Regions from separate parts of the Mus musculus genome. Here region 1 is linked to region 2. A link is a contact called in public HiChIP or PLAC-seq data. All regions are on one chromosome and are shown on one strand. Each heading gives the region's core, a stretch centred on a gene start, on an enhancer-like site or on the middle of the called end of the contact. The rest is flanking DNA. Distances are from core to core; before and after follow the strand shown.

The links. HiChIP or PLAC-seq counts read pairs in DNA pulled down with a chosen protein or histone mark.
Region 1: an H3K27ac HiChIP or PLAC-seq map of acute myeloid leukemia shows a contact between it and region 2, with 6 times the contacts expected there. The contact joins two enhancer-like sites. A contact is called at or near these places in 1 of 484 Hi-C or Micro-C datasets (embryonic stem cells), 1 of 115 datasets of contacts at active chromatin or transcription factors (acute myeloid leukemia) and 1 of 9 other capture datasets (embryonic stem cells).

Annotation. Positions count from the first base shown.
Region 1 is chr3:86,773,033-86,777,016 of GRCm38.p6, reverse strand. Lrba (LPS-responsive beige-like anchor) reads right to left here. Exons shown (of 57, transcript NM_030695.2): 54 at 3,816-3,917; 55 at 823-1,019. Among named protein-coding and RNA genes, the nearest start is that of Gm52625, 25 kb to the right of the region's middle. Within about 2 kb of position 2,581, at least 101 of the 459 cell types and tissues checked have an H3K27ac peak or open chromatin away from gene starts, as enhancers often do. A contact at or near this core is called in acute myeloid leukemia, where this site is marked.
Region 2 is chr3:86,178,691-86,182,934 of GRCm38.p6, reverse strand. No RefSeq gene overlaps it. Among named protein-coding and RNA genes, the nearest start is that of Gm23025, 11 kb to the left of the region's middle. Within about 2 kb of position 2,989, at least 2 of the 459 cell types and tissues checked have an H3K27ac peak or open chromatin away from gene starts, as enhancers often do. A contact at or near this core is called in acute myeloid leukemia, where this site is marked.

The DNA.
Region 1 (3,984 bases), core at 1,332-3,831, 590 kb before region 2:
CTTGTACATGGACCACATCGCCTCTGTTCCTGTTTTATTTTATTTTTGTTTTTGTTTTTTGAGACAGGGCTTCTCTGTGAAGCACTGGCTGTCTTGGAATTCTCTTTATAGACCAAGCTGGCTTTGAACTCATGGAGATCCATCTGCCTATGCTTCCCATGTGCTGGGATTACAGGCGTGTGCCACCACACTTGGCTCTTCCATTTCCATTTAGAAAATGACAGGGACATCCTAGCTTATCCCCAAAGAGCACCCTGGCTCTCTTCCCCCCTATGTCTAGCGCCTTGGGGGCTGGCCTGAGAAGCAAGGCAAGACCTGTGCTGCCCACTAGCTTAGCATTCCTTACAGACAGGAGGGGAAACAGCGCCTGTCATTTGGACACCCAAGTCTCTAACATGACTTGCTTTGGTGTTGCTCTCCAGTAGGTCGGAGCAGATATCTATTAGCTGCTGACCCCAAGAATACACAGCGACTCCGTGCTGCCGTTTCCAATGTGAAGAGAAAGCAGTTTTAGGCAGAATCTAGTTCAGCTTTGCTGTACAGTGAATCTTAGAGCCGGGTCTGCTGTTAGGTAGCACTTAGAGGAAATGGTATGGCTAGAATCAGCTATGGGACATCAGTCAGTGGGTGTTCTCTGCACACGGCCACAGTGAAGGCACTAGCCTGCAGCAAGGTGCTCTGGGCTTCTAAGTGCTAGCTAGTGCTGCCCCTCTGGCATGGGACGGAGGCCCCAGCTAGTTCAGACTTAGGCTGCTTCAGTGAACTTATCCTTTACTTAGAGCTTCCCAGTAAAAGGAACAAGGTGGAGCCTACGGCACTCACCCTTATGTGATCATCCGTCTCCACGGTGGCCTGCAGCTTCCCGTTCACACTGAAGGTGCAGAAGCAGCCGTTTTCATAGAAGATGACACAGTGACCCTCTCTCGATGCTTGGATGAGTTTTGGTTTCAGGCAATTTTCGGGACCCTCCAAAGTCCTTAACAGGTCTCCATTCATGGAGTGTATGAGACACGGCCCTTCTGAGAAGAGAACAAGAGGCAGAATTATATAATGAAAACAGACAGGGTGGACACATGGACGGTGCAGCTCCGTGGCAGTGGTCAGCAGGGCTGCAGTGCCATGGTACAGTTCTTCCCAGCGCTCAGAAGCTGTCATGCCAGTCGCTTTGCAAAGTCTGGTTCTTCTGCTTGCCGCCCTCACCTCCCACTGGAGGCTCTTCATGCTCTGAGACAGAAGTTACTGTATGCAATCCATTATAACACGAGCGGGGAGAAACAAGAAGAACTCCAAAAGGAAGACAATCTCCAGTCCCAGAGCAGCTTCACGGGAGGCTGGGGTATAAATGCTGCCACCGCCAGGCACAGGGGTACCCTTCCTGGAGGGCTGGGCAGAGCAGACTGCATCAATGTAGATGCAGCCAGCCAGGGCAGCTTCTCTCTCACTGCGTACAGCTCTGTGGCTGAAAGACTGGATTCCTTCTACCACTATTAAACTGAGTGAGATATTCCCTGATATCCCTAAAGCAGGCAGTGGCTTCTGCCACTCTCAAGTCCCCAGTGATACCCCAGGCTGAGACCCCGAGGACAGTAACTGCTGAACACCCCCCCCCCAGCACACACACACACACACACACACACACACACACACACACACACACACCAGAGCTTTTCTGTTTGAGAGACGGGGAGAGCGTGGGTCCTTGCCCTGCCTTGTTCCTGGTCTCACATATGCTTGCTCCCTACATGGCTACTAGAGCACGCCTTCTCTGTTTCAGTGTTTCCCAAGACAGGCACACGTTTGTTTTTGCATAGTTTCAGGATACATCAGCTTCAGTTCCAACTCCCTAAATAACACTAGCATCACAACAACACAGTTCAGATTTCAGTTATCAGAGCAGTTGTATAAACACACTTCATGGCTAGCTCTTCAGACCATGAACGCGTATATTAATAGCAGCTGAGCAACTGGAAGACCCCACATCACCGCGTTGAAGGCATATAAGTAACCAGCATCTGTTGTTTAGGTCACACAGACAGCAAACAGCAGCTTTGTTGCCTCTCCTTTCACAGTAACAGCCATGCGGCATTTTATAAAAGGAGGTAACCAGAGAAGGGTATTGGCCAACAATGATGAGCTTCAATAAAGAAGTGAATATAAATGGAGTATTTTGTAGAGAGAGCAGAGTCAGCTCCGGATGCTGCCAAGACACTAGATACGCAGCCAGGAAACGGACAAAGGAAACTTGCTGGCATAACTCAGGACAGTGGTTGTAACAGAGCTGATGATGTCCAGAGGAAGTGAAACTAAGGAAAGCCCCACATTAGGGGACCCTTGAGGGTGTGTCATAACACTTAAACAAAAGAAAAGTGAACCGCTCAAACAGAAGAGGACTGGCAATTTCCCCAGGCACAGAAGAGATGCTTAGGTTTTCAGAACAAGACTGGTGCCCATGTTCACCTGTCCCTGAGAACTGTTTCTCAAAGACATGAAACTGCACGGCTGGGTTTGTTTTTAGCTTTATTTTTGAGATAAGGTGTCTAGCCTTGCTATGTAGCCTTGGCTGTCCAGATACTCATTGTAGGTCATGTTGGCTTTGAATTCAGAGATTCCCCCTTGCCTCTACCTCCTGGGTGCTGGGACTAAAGGTATGTGCTTTGCCTGGCTGTTTCTAATGTTTTGACAAAAACTTTTAGACCATGGAAAATGATAAAAAAATAAAATAAAAAAAATTTCCCACCGAGACAGTGTCTCAGATAATTCTGTGTGATTTCTGTTTACATGTCATTTTACTGTGCAAAGCAGGGATGGTCTATAATAGTAATTAATTTTAAGGTTTGATATGGGTTAGATACAGTCCAAGGGATCATACTACTTTTTCACTGCTTTGACCAACTACGTTTTTCAAAGCAAAACTTTAAATATTCATTCTGGCCCGATAGCTGTACTACTCTAGTTCAAGCTGCAGAGACAGTGACTCAGATGCTCTGTGCTTCTGAGCTTAAAACACACCAGGTGATAGGAGTCCTCTGCTCAGTCCCCATCACAGAGAGGAGACGGGCAGACTGGTAGGTGGAGGAAGAGGCACTGAACTGCAAACAGCTTCTTTGCTGCTGGATCCTGGTCTGTTTCACCTGCTCTTGGAAGGAGCACTCAGTACCTCTAACCTCAGGCAAGTGCTAGCAGCAGATGATCCAGCAAACTAGCTCAAGTCCTCTACACTCCAGTGTCTGTCATGTCACTCTAGGCCTGCTTAGTTCTGAAATCCGGAAGTGAAGCAGAGTCAGGGGCTGTCAAGATGGCTTAGCAGGTAAAGGGACTTGTTGCTGAACCTGATGGCTTGATTTTAATCCCTGGTCCCCACACATTGTGAAGGAAGGGAACCAATCATCACAAGTCACCTGTCCTCTACACACATGATATGGCACGAATGTGGGCACACATATACTAAAGTCAGGGCCAGGATTCCCATTCAACCTTCTGGAGGTCAGAGAAATAAACAAACATATAAAGATGTTCCTTGTTCCTGCTTCATGGAGATTAGGTCACCAACTGCTGCTGTTTATAGAGTAGCTAGAATCCTTAGATTTAGACCAGGGAGCTAAAACTAAAACCAGGCTTTTGGTCCTTATGAGAATATTCTATCTCCAAGTGTAGCTATTGCTCTTACAGAATGTGAGTTTTAAGTAGCATATATTTAAGTAGCCCTGTGTGGCTACCATAATAGACTGGAGTTTTAGAGAACAGGATCCAACCTCATTTCTGTTCACATTAATATGACAAAAGAAGCCAACACTTTGAAGAAACCACAACTTTACCTTGGGAACCACTTAACACCAGGCCCAGCTCAGCGCAGACAGCAGCACAGGTGATCTCGTAGTCATGGCCTGTGAGAATGGCCCGAGGGGTGGCAGTTTCACCTTTAACAAGGAAAAAAACAGACAAGTCAATCCCAATGTATAAAGACTAGATAACGGTGCCAATTTT
Region 2 (4,244 bases), core at 1,740-4,239:
TCAGGGAGCACTAGCATGAAGTTTTCATTTAAATGGAGGGGAACAGGTATACAACTTACAATCCTACTCAAGCTGCGGTCCCACCCATCACTCACCCAACCTGGCCTCAGTGCCAGGCTATCCCGCAATACTGCAAAGTAGGCTAGAGAATTTTTCTAAGTGTGTAAAATCTCTTCCTGGGTGGCAAGTTCCAAGTTAGAGTTTATTGTTTTTAAAGAGAGAGAGAGAGAGAGAGAGGGAGGGAGAGAGAGAGACTTGCCTTTTCTTTTCCTTTCTTTCCCCTTCTCTTTCTTTTTGGTTTTTTTTTTTTTTAGATTTATTTATTCCTTTTAGATTTATTTATTTATTTTATATGAGTACACTGTAACTGTCTTCAGACAGATTACAGATGGTTGTGAGCCACCATGTGGTTGCTGGGAATTGAACTCAGGACCTTTGGAAGAGCAGTCAGTGCTCTTAACTACTGAGCCATTTCTCCAGCCACCTACCTTCCTTCCTCCCTTCCTCCCTTCCTCCCTTCCTCCCTTCCTTTTTCTTTTCTTTTCTTTTCTTTTCTTTTCTTTCCTTTCCTTTCCTTTCCTTTCCTTTCCTTTCCTTTCCTTTTCTCTCTCTCTCTCTCTCTCTCTCTCTCTCTCTCTCTCTCTCTTTTTCCTTTTTTTTTGAGACAGGGCTTTACTATATGGACCAGGCTGCCCTTGAGTTTGCAGAGATTCACCTGCCTCTGCCTCCTGAGTGTTGAGGCTAAAGTTATGTGCACCATGTCTGACTTAAAGAAACAGATTAAGTGTAGGATAATATAAAGGTGCTCGGGGGACAGAAGAGGAAACAGCCAAGAGCATGGGTGTTGGCTGCTTAAAAAGAGCCACACTTACTGTGGCAGCCATACTCGAATTTTATGTGCGTTTGAGTTATTATCCTTAAGGGGTGGGTAAGGAAGTTAGTAGAGATCATAGGGTTTTTCCTGAGTTGCATCAGACTGGGTTAAAAGCTGACAAAACAAAACCATGGATCATAGGAAGGTAAGGTTATCTTTGCACAGAATAATCTTGTTCATAATATTCCCAGAAACTATCCAGAAGAGAAGTAAGATCATACTCAAAATCATATACACTCAGGCCTTAAGCATGCTTTGTTGCTAGTTTGACATTCTTACTTGAAAATTGCTCTACAGGAATGTGGCTCAGTTAGGACAACGCTTGCCTAGCATGCACGAAGCCACCAGTTCAAATCAACCCTTGAGGAGTGGCATTCTGAATTGCAGAGTGGCAGGGGTAGAGGCAGGAGGATTAGAAAGTCAAGTTTATCTTCTACTGCATAGGGAGTTTGACCAACTCAGGTTCAGGAAGCCCTCTCAACATGAGAAAGTGTGTGTGTGTGTGTGTGTGTGTGTGTGTGTGTGTGTGTTTGTGTGATATTGACTGGTTCACAGCCATCACGGCAGTATGATAATTGTACTGTGATTTTCAGTTGGTGACAGACTTCAATCAGACCCCACAGTGGGAATCTCCTTTTCCTTCCCAAGTCCTGGCGTTTTTCTTGTCGTTTTATACTGCCTCCCTTTGACACCCATTAACTTGATATCGTGACTCATTAATGTATCTGACTTGGAGATAACGAACACCTGGCTCCCTCCTTCATACCAATCCACAGCAGGAAGAGAAGGGAAAGCTACTGCCAGGACTACAGTGAGAAGTGCTTTGGTTGCTCAGGCCCCAATGTCCTGAGTTTTACAAAGTGGGTGCCTGTACCACTGTCACCCACAGGCTGGCCTCAGGAGGACCTACTCTTTCCTAGTAACCTTTGGTTTAAGGTGGAGATATCTCTTCCCTTCCCTTCCTGTCGCATAGTTAAGTCAGCCTGAAGCATTTAAGCTTTTCCAAAAGGCTCTGTGGGAACAGAGGGAAAGGAAGGGAAAGTGAACCAGCTGGCCATTTATAAGGGCAGATCTCATTCATCCTGAGCTGGTGTCTGGTCCTATCTGCCTCTGAGCTGTGAAGGCCATCTTTTCTTTTCCTTCCCAGAGTGATGAAATGAATTCTTACAGAAGAGTAGAGTAACTCCAGCCAGAGACCTCAGCTCCTGTCTCTGGGTTTCTAAGTTCCCCCTTTCTCTAATGCACACCTCCTTTACTGGTTGAATCTGTGGTACAGGTGGTCACAAACCCTCTCAGAAGGTGATGTTGCTCTTTGGTTTTATGCTTTTTTGATGCCACAAGTTTAATATTCTAAAAAGAAATATAAGAGATATCTTTTTAAAAAAAGTTTTTGTGTGTGTGTGTGAGTCTCCAACATACTAATTAAAATAATTACCTTTAAGTTTCTAAAAGGTTAATAATTATCCTGGCCATTCTGTGTGGAGACTAGCCTTAAATACAACAGAGACATGATCAGGACAGCAAAACACTGGTTTCCTATTTTTAAGTTTGTTTTTCTTTAAAAACTAAAAGTATACAGGCTTTAGGGGCTGGAGAGACAACTGTGGGGTTAAGAGCACTTGATGCTCTTCCAGAAGACCTGGGTTTGCTTCCCTGCTCCCACGTGGCAACTGATAGCAATAGGTAACTCCAGAGGATCCACCACCCTCTTCTCGCCTCTCTGAGGGCACTATAAACATGTGGTACACAGACACAGCATGCAGAGAAAATACCCATACATATAAAGGAAAAGAAATGAATATTTACATATATATATATATACACACATACATATATATGTGTGTGTGTGTGTGTGCATATATGCTTTAGAGGCAAGTACCCTTGTCCTTAATCTTTTTAAACCTCAGTCTACTCAGTCATAAAATAATTCTTTAGAAGGTTGTACAATGACAGTGAGCAAATCAGAAACTATGGTTTACTTAGTAAATGGTCAATGAGACATAAATCCTGCTTTCCATAGGTAAAAATAGGAAAGCAAATATTGTAAAGGCCTTGTTTAACTACAACAGCGGTAGCAGAAGGCTACCCGGTATCTCCGGGCCTGGCCTGGTTGGATCTGGATCTGAAGTCATCCTGCTCTGTATCTTCCGGTTCCTCAGTTCCTGGTTCAGTCCCTTGCCCTGCAATAACAGCGACAAAACCACAACCGAATGAGCATAGTGTTGCGTGCCTGTGAACCCAGTGCTCAGGAGGCTCAACTGTGAGGACTGCAGTGACTTTGAAGCCAGATGGAGCCACAGAGAGAATCCCAAATTCTCTGGGCTAGAGTGACCCCTACCTCAAAAACAAAAACAAAACCAGAAGACACAGAACAAAACCAGAGGACCTGTCAGCGTGCAAGTACTTGTTAGCCAAGTCTAACTACCTGAGTTGCATCAGCAAAATCCCCATAAAAATCTGGATGCAGCAGCATGAATGTGCAATCCGCACTCTGCTCATACGGTGAGATGGGAGGCAGAGAGGAGAAATCTGTCAGAAGCTCATTGGCCAGCTAGCCTTGGAGCTGATGTCTAAAGACAGAAACAAGAGAGACCCTGTCTTAAAACAAGGTGGAAGAAAAGAACTGACTCCCCAAAAGTTGTCCTTTAAACAAGGAAGTGTGTGTCCACACTCAACATATACACATTTTAAACACTAAATCAATTCATTAATTAAAAAAAACAAAACACAGAACAGCTAATAACATAACCAAACCCACCAAACAAACAAGGAATTCAGGGAAAAGTTTTTTTTTTTTTTTTTTCCATTTTTTATTAGGTATTTAACTCATTTACATTTCCAATGCTATACCAAAAGTCCCCCATATCCACCCACCCCCACTCCCCTGCCCACCCACTCCCCCTTTTTGGCCCTGGTATTCCCCTGTACTGGGGCATATAAAGTTTGCAAGTCCAATGGGCCTCTCTTTCCAGTGATGGCCGACTAGGCCATCTTTTGATATATATGCAGCTAGAGTCAAGAGCTCCGGGGTACTGGTTAGCTCATAATGTTGTTCCACCTATAGGGTTGCAGATCCCTTTAGCTCCTTGGCTACTTTCTAGGGCAAAGTTTTAATTCGATGGGTTTGATGGAGCCAGAGGGGGTGTACCTGAGGCCTAGCACCACAGGCAGCTGAGGCAGGAGGATCACTTGAGCTCAGTAGTTCCTACAATTTTTCTAGCATGCAGAAAACAAAACAAAACCAAGCAATTTCTCTTAGTGAAGTTCTGATCGTACCACTTTGCTGATCAACAAACCATTTGGTTCTTCACAGCCTTCCAAATAATTCTTTTTTTTTTTAATTTATTTATTTATTATGTGTAAGTACACT